3 separate regions of the Sus scrofa genome follow, and all the other regions are linked to region 3. A link is a contact called in public Hi-C data. All regions are on one chromosome and are shown on one strand. Each heading gives the region's core, a stretch centred on a gene start, on an enhancer-like site or on the middle of the called end of the contact. The rest is flanking DNA. Distances are from core to core; before and after follow the strand shown. Region 1 overlaps FAM13A (protein FAM13A). Region 2 overlaps FAM13A (protein FAM13A). Region 3 holds the start of PYURF (PIGY upstream reading frame).

Region 1 (2,773 bases), core at 266-2,765, 480 kb after region 3:
TGAGCAATAAAATACCAAACAATGCCATCACTTCAATTTAATAACTGAAAATTATTCCTATTAAAAAAAAAAAAGAGTCCTGGAGTTCCCATGGGGCTCAGTGGAGTAAGAACCCTCCATAGTCTCCGTGAGGATGTGGGTTCAACTCCTGGCCTCGCTCAGGGGGGTAAGGACCCAGCATGGCTACAAGCTGCAGCAAAGGTCACACATCAGGCATTGCTGTGGCTGTGGTGTAAGCCGGCAGCTACAACTCCGATTGGACCCCTGGCCTCAGAACTTACACATGGTGCGGCTATGGCCATAAAAAGAAAAAAGAAAAAAAAAAAAGAGTCCTGTGCTATATATAACATGCATATTTGCAGGCTTACACTGTCATTAAAATTATGTAAAATAATTTAAAAAATAAAAATTGATAACCAGTAGCCAATCTCAAAATATTCTCAAATGAATTGTGGAAGACTTGGACCATAGTGAAATTTATCAGCTCAACCAAGAGTCGAAAGTCCGCCCAGTTTCAACTAATTTGGCCAAGAGTTGTGAAATTTTCAGTAACTCCAAACTGGAACTCATTTTTTCCCTTTTCCTTCCTCTTCCTTAATCACTAGGCAGGCGAGGAGACTTGTTCTTTTGTAACTCTTTAACTTTTTTTTAAAGACAGGGAAGTTAGGATACAGAAAGGTTAAAGAGACCAATTTTAAAGTGGAAAGTGGAAAACTTGAGGGAATCACACTAAATGGTGTGTCTTTGCATAACCAAGAAACCAAAGGGCAGAAGCGAGGGCCGAGGACAAATTGGGACATGAGCACAGCAAGAGAGGCTGCCCTGAAACTATGGACGCCTGGGTCTCGTCTCTAGGGATGATGATTTAATCAGCCTAGCATGTAACCATCTTCGGGATTTTTCAAGTGGTCTGCCTCAACCAAGAAGCACGAACTTAACATTTATGAAGTAGACATTATTTGTCTGACATTGTTCTAAGTGCTGTAATGGATAACTTCAATACCCACGATAAGCTCAGGAAGCAAATATCACTATGTGTTGGTGGTCTTCAAACGTCCAGAAAGTCTAACACTTCTTTCAAAAGACAGGGCCTAATTCCTCTCCTCTTTAATATAGGCTGGATTAAGGACTCACTCCTAATGAGTCCAATATGGTACAAATGATGCTATGTGACTCCTGGGACTAGGTCATTGAAAGGAAAGCTGCCATCCCTCTCGATGTGCTCACTCCGGGGGGGAAGTGAGCTACGTGTTATGAGAACATTCAAGCAGCCATCTGGAGAGGCCCATAGAGAAAGAAAGGAACCCTGACTTCTCACCAAGAGCCAGCACTAAATTGCCAGCCGTGTGAACGAGCCACCCTGGAAGCTGTTTTCCTTGCCTCAGTCAAGCCTTCAGATGACTGCAGCCCTTAACGACTCTGACAGCAATTTCCTGAAAGACCCTGCACCGGCATTGCACCGCTAAACCACACCTGAACTCTGAACCCACAGCAACTGTGAGAGAAAGCAAATGTTTACTGTTGTTTCAACCCACTGAATTTTTGGAGGAATTACGGTGCCGCAAAAGATACCTAATATATACTAAGGCACAGAAAGGTGACCTAACCTGTCCGCACTAACACAGCTAGCAGTGGGCACCCAGGTTAGAAACTAGTCAGAATAGACCTGAAGTCTATGCTCTGAGCACATGCTAACAATTTCTTTCTTCAAAATGAAGATTATCTTATCTGTACTTCGCAAGAGTTGATCCTGGGATCCAAAGAGGGTATATAAATAAAACATCTTCTAGATATCAAGCAGTGAATAGTCACTGAATAGCATCGACTATCACTAAAAGGAATAAATTCTTAAAGAGAAATCAGTATCTAAATACAAACAAAATATACAGAAAATTACCTGTACAAAAACCAAAAACACACCCTGGTAATATTTTTTACCCACAGTCTGTCATTTATTTTAAACTCATTCCTTATTCCTAGTTCTGCCAGTCATTAAAGATTTCCAAGAGGAGTTTCTGTCATGGCTCAGTGGTTACTGAACCTAACTAGTATCCATGAGGATGTGGGTTCGATCCCTGGCCTCACTCAGTGGGTTAAGGATCTGGTGTTGCCATGAACTGTGGTGTAGGTCGCAGACATGGCTTGGATCCTGCATTGCTCTGGCTGTGGCATGAGCTGGCATCTGCAGCTCCAACTTGACCCCTAGCCTGGGAACTTCCATATGCCAAAAAGATTCAGTCCTAAAAAGTCAGAAAAAAAAAAAAGATTTCCAAGTAAAAACATCAATCCTGTAATAACGATATCTATCCTAGAGACCACCTAATCAGTACCCACTGTAGGCATTTTACTAATTAATTTTTACTCATACATTTACCAAACTCTGCTAACTTTTTAAAAAGGAGTGTTATGGACTGAATGTTGTCCCCACATAGTTCACAGGTTGAAGCCCTAACCCCTCCAGAACTGTGAGGAAATAAATTTCTGTGGGTTAAGCCCCCAGTTCACAGACGGGATTCTGGTACAGTAGTCTGGGTGACTCACACACACGGTGTGATCAGAAAAGCCTGGGCTTTGGCGTGAGGCAGGTCCTAGCTCTGCACATGCCAGCTGCTTGCTCTTTGGTAAGTAACACCCTCCCTGAGCTTCACGTTCTTTATCTACGAAGTATTTGTAGGAGAAGCCCGTAACGGAGTTTGGAAGCCACGCGCATATAAAACATCTAGGCAAGATCTTGGTACAGAAGGGGCAAGCAAATCGTGATGAAAGGTATATA
Region 2 (2,700 bases), core at 189-2,688, 310 kb after region 3:
CCACATTATAATCATTAACGAACAAAACAGAGCCTTGCGCTCAATCATTCTTACAGATCTGCTTTTTTTTTTTTTAGGGTGTCATTTGTGTAATAAACCTATCTGGAATTATTCATGGAGAAATAATATCCTTAACGTTTATGTCCATGTACTATAAAGTACTTATTGATAGAAAGTCCTTGCCTAGATCTGAACTCCAGAAGATAGGGCTCCTAAGATGCATTTTGAAAAGGCTTCTAGCCTATGGACATCCTTGCCACAGCTTCCCCAAAATTGCTAGGAAGCTGATTCAGCTTTATTTTAAACCTGCTCAATGCCGTCTTCAGTTTCTGCATTTCTTCAAGTGTCAAGGCTACTTTCTTACATTGACTTTCTTTCGAGGAAGGAAACAACTGACCAGACGAAGCATAAAAGATAAGACGGTGGGCATAAATATCAGTAAAAGAGGCAAGAGAATATTTGCATTTCTGTGGTCTTAGGAAAGAACATTTTGTCCAACGGACCCGACACAGCTTGCAGCCTATTACCGAAAGATGCCAAGTGGTGGCCAAGTTAACATGGTTTTATACCACGCAGAAAACACAGACCAGAAAAAAAGACCCGAAGAGGAAAGAATACTACCTTTGCAGAGGCATGATTTCGCAAGCCATCCTTGTCTGGCAGTTTGCAAGGGACTCTCACAACTGTCTCTTCCGCGCCAAAGTTGGTCTGGACGGGTGAGCGGCTGCTCGGCGGCTCACCGTGGCTGAGCTGGGCTTGGGGCGTGAGGCGGCACCTCACCGCTGCCGCTGCCACCGCCACCGCCGCGGGGGGGGGAAGCAACTTGGGCTGCCGTCAGCCAGCGTCCTGCGGCTCTCAGCCTGCAAACTTGAGCAGTGCGATTCGATCGCAGCCTCTTGACTTTAACACCGCAGTCCACTTTGACCTTTGTTCCAGGGAAGCAGCTGAACCAGCCAGCCAATCAGAGCCGCAGCTGCTTGCAGGGCTTAAAGGCGCTGCTGCTTTGGCCTCTGCGGCTGGGCTGCCGCTCCTCCTCCGGCTCCTCGGGAGGCTTGCCTAAATCTGGTAACTCGAAACTCTCTGCCGAGCTGGTCCCCAGACAAGCCTGTCCGTCCGGAGAAAGCAACCAATAACTGCAGCAAGAGCACAGAGTCCCTTGACTTCCTAACATTACTGAGACAGCCAACAAGGAAATCCATTTGTCCGGGAGAGACTCTGCCTCTGAAACTAAAGGTTTCTGTGACAGAAGGCAAGTTACCCGGCCCCCTTACGTCCTGAAAAAAAGAAAAATTAAAAAAAAAAAAAAATCAAACAACCCACTAGCATGGGAAGGCGTGATACTTTTCTAGAAGGAAGGCATGCTTCTAGAACCCTGCCCTACCCATATTTATTTCCTGCTGATGTTTGTTTACATTGTGGGGGTTACTAGTCACTGGTGACATCTCCCAAGGCACGTAGCAGCTCTCATTTCTGGGGAGAAAACACGTCCCAAGACTGCCCATGGTCTCAAGGGATCCAAGAAGCCACTCCCACGGAAGCTATTTCGACGTACAATTTTGGCATTTCATCCCTATAAACTTGAATGTGTTTGTAGAGTAATTTTCCTCTAAGAACACCCACAGCACTTTTTTTTTTTTTTTTGGTTGGTTGGTTCTTCATTTAATTTATCGATTTTTTTTTTTAAGGTAACAATAAATCAGTGTCTCCTAAGGTCTGCCACAGGCCTGTTAACTAAGCTTCCCCTTAGGGGCCTCCTCAGCGAGGAACACCACGCTTTATTTTGGGAACATCATTGTTAATCTGTAGATGAACAGAATAGGAGAAATATATTTTAATAAGAGTTCTTTCATAGCCCAGGACTTGCCGGGAGCTACAACAAAGCCCAGAGCATTACGGTTGGCAGAAGAAAGGGCAGAGAGCCAAGACCAAGATGTTCAGAAACGGGGTTGGGGGGGGTGCAAGACGACCAAAACGGTGTCCTCTTCTCTGTACTTTTTCCCAGATTTTTTTTTTTACAGACCAGTCATCATTCTGAATTTAGAACACAAAGCCCATTGCAAGCGTCTACTTTCTGTTGCTATATCTGCTAGTAAAAACATTTCATTGTCTGACTAAATCCTCTATCACATTTATGAAATGGATTAGTCACCCTGAAATGTAGGTTCAGACCTCGTGATAGCATATCAATAACTAAAATCAGCCTTTTAAAACAACGGAAGTTGACTTAAGTCCAGAATTTACTTCAATCAAAGTTGTCCTCAGAGTCTGTTTTGATTCGACATTTAGAAACTCCAATAATAATAAATCCGTTCTCTGTATTTGCTTAAGGTTTTATCTTTCAAAAATGTATCTTTATATCTTGCTTAATACTTCAGTTAACTTCTTGAGTTAGGAAATCACTATTATTTATCACAATATTTTATTGATGAGTAAACTTGATACTAGAAAATTAGGTAATTTGTTCAAATTCATATGGGAAGTTAGTGGCAGAATAGAAATGGGATTCAGAATTTCTCAAGTCTGCCCCAGAACTCTGCTACAAGGCATACTGCTTACTCTATTCTACATGAGTTTTTAAAATATTTCATAACAAACATTTTTAGAAATGGTTAAAACTCAAATGACAGAACAATATTTTGTCTAATTTGGTGGACACATCAATACTATATGGCTAACACAGATATATGAGTTCAATAATAA
Region 3 (2,700 bases), core at 172-2,671:
GCTATTCCCAGCTCTTCATTAATCAATTCATTTGTCGATGGTTCATATCTGAGGGGCAGAAGAAAACCAAAATGAATCCCGGAAGAGTCTGAGGTTCAATAAACAGTAACATTTATCCAATTCTTCACACAGTTAGAGCCAGAAAAGCAGAATTAGACTGTTTTTCATTCTAAAAGCAGCAGTAGCCAATTCAACCATTTCTCTTAGAAAAGGAATCTCTAATTGTTCCCATTTTAGTCTGTTTCTCTCATTTTCTTTTTCACGTTATTCTTAAGCTATGCCTTAGTGGAAAAAAAAAAAGAAAAGATCTCTCCTTTTCATCCAAATATTCCTTCATGACTCTTTTAAACCCTCAAACGATCCCAGCTAATTTACTACTGGAACAGACACGAGAGGAAAATTCAGCTTCTTCGCTTATCAGAACACCTGCCTCACTGATCCATGAGAAGGAAACCACGGAAGCAGCAATCTACCACCCAAAGGCAGCCACTGATGACACTGCGGTGTTTGCTAGTATTGTCCACGTTCAGGTTTAGCAGCCTGCAACTGCAGAGATGTTTATCCTAAAGAGTCTAGGTGAAAGGTTAAGAAGGCCTTTACAGAACCGGCTGGTCGAGAACTAAAAACCAAAGGGCCGCACACGTAGCTGATGCGCTTAAGATCCTACCCGGCGTTTTCGCAACAATCTGGAAGCTATCACATTTTTCATCGCCTTGCCTTAAAAATCTGAATGCCATGGATTAGTCTTCCGAATCCCGAGTTCATAACCCTGGCTGTACAGGAAGATCACTTGGGATCCTTTCAAGAAAATACGCAGTTGCTCTGGCTCGGCCCCAAGGCCTTCGGATTGAGCCCGGGTGGGGCGTTGCCTAGAGATCTGCGTTTTAAGAAGGATTCCCCCGAGATTCTAAAACGCTGCCGGCGGAGAAGCTGCCCGCCAGGATCCAGGCCTGCGAGTGGCCGGTTTGGTCCGGGAGGCCTGGGGCTCGGCTGGGGCCTCCTCCCGCCCTTCCCGCGGCGGAGCGAGTACCCGGGAAGCTGGCGGGCCCGGGTCCAAAACATGGCAGCGAAGAACACCCGGGTGACCTGAACGTCTCCCCGGCGACAGGGGGCCACCAGGGAAAAGCCGCAGCGGACGAATCTTACCTGAGCGGCTTCTTGGACAGCGGGCACACCAAGAACTCCAGCAGCGCCGGGTCGAAGGCGCGTGGCGGTTTCCCCTCCTTCTTGTTCTCGTCCGCGGACGGCCGCGAGCCCGAAGCGTGCAGGCACCTCCTGGCGACCGCGGACGGCGGCGCGCGTGTCCCTCGCAGCGCTAAGGCGAGCCGACCGCGCGCTCCGCTCAGCATGGTCTGGCCGCCGGCGCGCGGACCTCCGCACCCCCTGGGCCGCTCCGGCCGCTCCAGCCGATCCCGGGGAGTCCCGCCCAGGCGGCCAGGCCCCGCCCCCCGGTGCTCGGGAAACGCTGCCCCCGACGGCTGGAGGCCCGCTCTTTGGTTCCGAGGGCGCTCGGGACCCGACTGCTTTTCCCGCGGCACCGCTCGGTATGGAGAGCCCCGCCTGCAGCCTGGGCTTTCTGCGGCTCTTCCTGCCCGTTTGCAGGTTGCAGACAAAACCCACGCTCAAGTGGAGGCGTCCTGAGTTTTCACCAGGGCCTGTCGCAGGGCCTCCAGGAAGCCAGTGGCCGGACCTCAGAGTCACACAGTGATAGACTTGGACCTCCGTGGTTATCACCAAAAGGAGGTTTCCAACACACTGTCACACTGGGTATGTTAAAAAGCATTACTTGTTTTATGTGTATCTGTCAGTCTTTGCAGTACCACACTTCCTATAACCTTGTTTGGCTTTTTTTTTTTCTCCTTTCATTAAAAAAAATATAAGAACGGGAAAAGAATGGCTTAGTCCTCTTAAACTTAAGATGCCCAGTTTCTTACCCTGGGCTCAATGGCATAATAATAGCACCACTCATTTGCTTCTGTAAATGAGCTTGGAAACCGCAAGGAGTCTAAGTAACTGTGTCCTTTAATTAAGTGGGTGATCCACACAGTGGTTTTTTTCTCGCCCCGCATTTGCTTCTGACTCTCCCAGAAAATGATGCGGATTTGATCTCTTTCTTATAGTGTAGGAGGTAAGTGCCGGGGGTCCGGGCCTGACACCTTGGTCCCAGGTGCATCGTTTACTAGTTGTAGGGCTCCCGCAAATCTCCTAACTCCCCAGCTTTCTTTTCTTTTTCTTTTTTTTTTTTTTTTTTTTTTTTTTGTCTTTTTGCCATTTCTTGGGCCGCTCCCGCGGCATATGGAGGTTCCCGGGCTAGAGGTCGAATCGGAGCTGTAGCCGCCGGCCTACGCCAGAGCCACAGCCACGCGGGATCCGAGCCGCGTCTGCAACCTACACCACAGCTCACGGCAACGCCGGAACCTTGACCCACTGAGCAAGGGCAGGGACCAAACCCGCAACCTCATGGTTCCTAGTCGGATTCGTTAACCACTGCACCACGACGGGAACTCCCTCCCCAGCTTTCTTATCTGTGTAATTAGATTAATTATTGTTCCTACCTCATATAATTCCATCCTGGGGCTTAAAATGTGCTAATGAATGCAAAGAGTATTTAGAAAAATGCCTGTGGCAAATGAATGCTCAGTTAATGGCATATGTTGTCATTTTTATTTTCTCTATTCTTTGCAGCCCAGTATACTAGAA

The links. A called contact is a pair of places that touch in the nucleus more often than the background predicts.
Region 1: a Hi-C map of liver shows a contact between it and region 3, with 1.5 times the contacts expected there. The contact joins the enhancer-like site here to the promoter of PYURF in region 3. A contact is called at or near these places in 3 of 5 promoter capture datasets (fetal liver, fetal skeletal muscle and liver), 17 of 47 Hi-C or Micro-C datasets (alveolar macrophages, brain, embryonic fibroblasts and 9 more) and 1 of 2 datasets of contacts at active chromatin or transcription factors (alveolar macrophages).
Region 2: a contact with region 3 is called in a Hi-C map of embryonic fibroblasts, with 1.8 times the contacts expected there. The contact joins the enhancer-like site here to the promoter of PYURF in region 3. A contact is called at or near these places in 6 of 47 Hi-C or Micro-C datasets (embryonic fibroblasts, heart right ventricle, liver and 3 more) and 2 of 2 datasets of contacts at active chromatin or transcription factors (alveolar macrophages and skeletal muscle).

What each region holds. Positions count from the first base shown.
Region 1 is chr8:130,049,488-130,052,260 of Sscrofa11.1, reverse strand. All of the region lies in intron 3 of FAM13A (protein FAM13A), which reads right to left. Among named protein-coding and RNA genes, the nearest start is that of FAM13A, 29 kb to the right of the region's middle. Within about 2 kb of position 1,515, at least 1 of the 83 cell types and tissues checked has an H3K27ac peak or open chromatin away from gene starts, as enhancers often do. A contact at or near this core is called in liver, where this site is marked.
Region 2 is chr8:130,219,954-130,222,653 of Sscrofa11.1, reverse strand. The region is part of intron 8 of FAM13A (protein FAM13A); the gene reads right to left. Among named protein-coding and RNA genes, the nearest start is that of NAP1L5, 140 kb to the left of the region's middle. Within about 2 kb of position 1,438, at least 67 of the 83 cell types and tissues checked have an H3K27ac peak or open chromatin away from gene starts, as enhancers often do. A contact at or near this core is called in alveolar macrophages, embryonic fibroblasts, liver and 3 more, where this site is marked.
Region 3 is chr8:130,526,292-130,528,991 of Sscrofa11.1, reverse strand. It overlaps PYURF (PIGY upstream reading frame), which reads right to left and starts at 1,421. Exons shown (of 2, transcript NM_001271968.1): 1 at 1,147-1,421; 2 at 1-48. The coding sequence starts at 1,349. PIGY (phosphatidylinositol glycan anchor biosynthesis class Y) reads right to left here and starts at 1,421. Exons shown (of 2, transcript NM_001271967.1): 1 at 1,147-1,421; 2 at 1-48.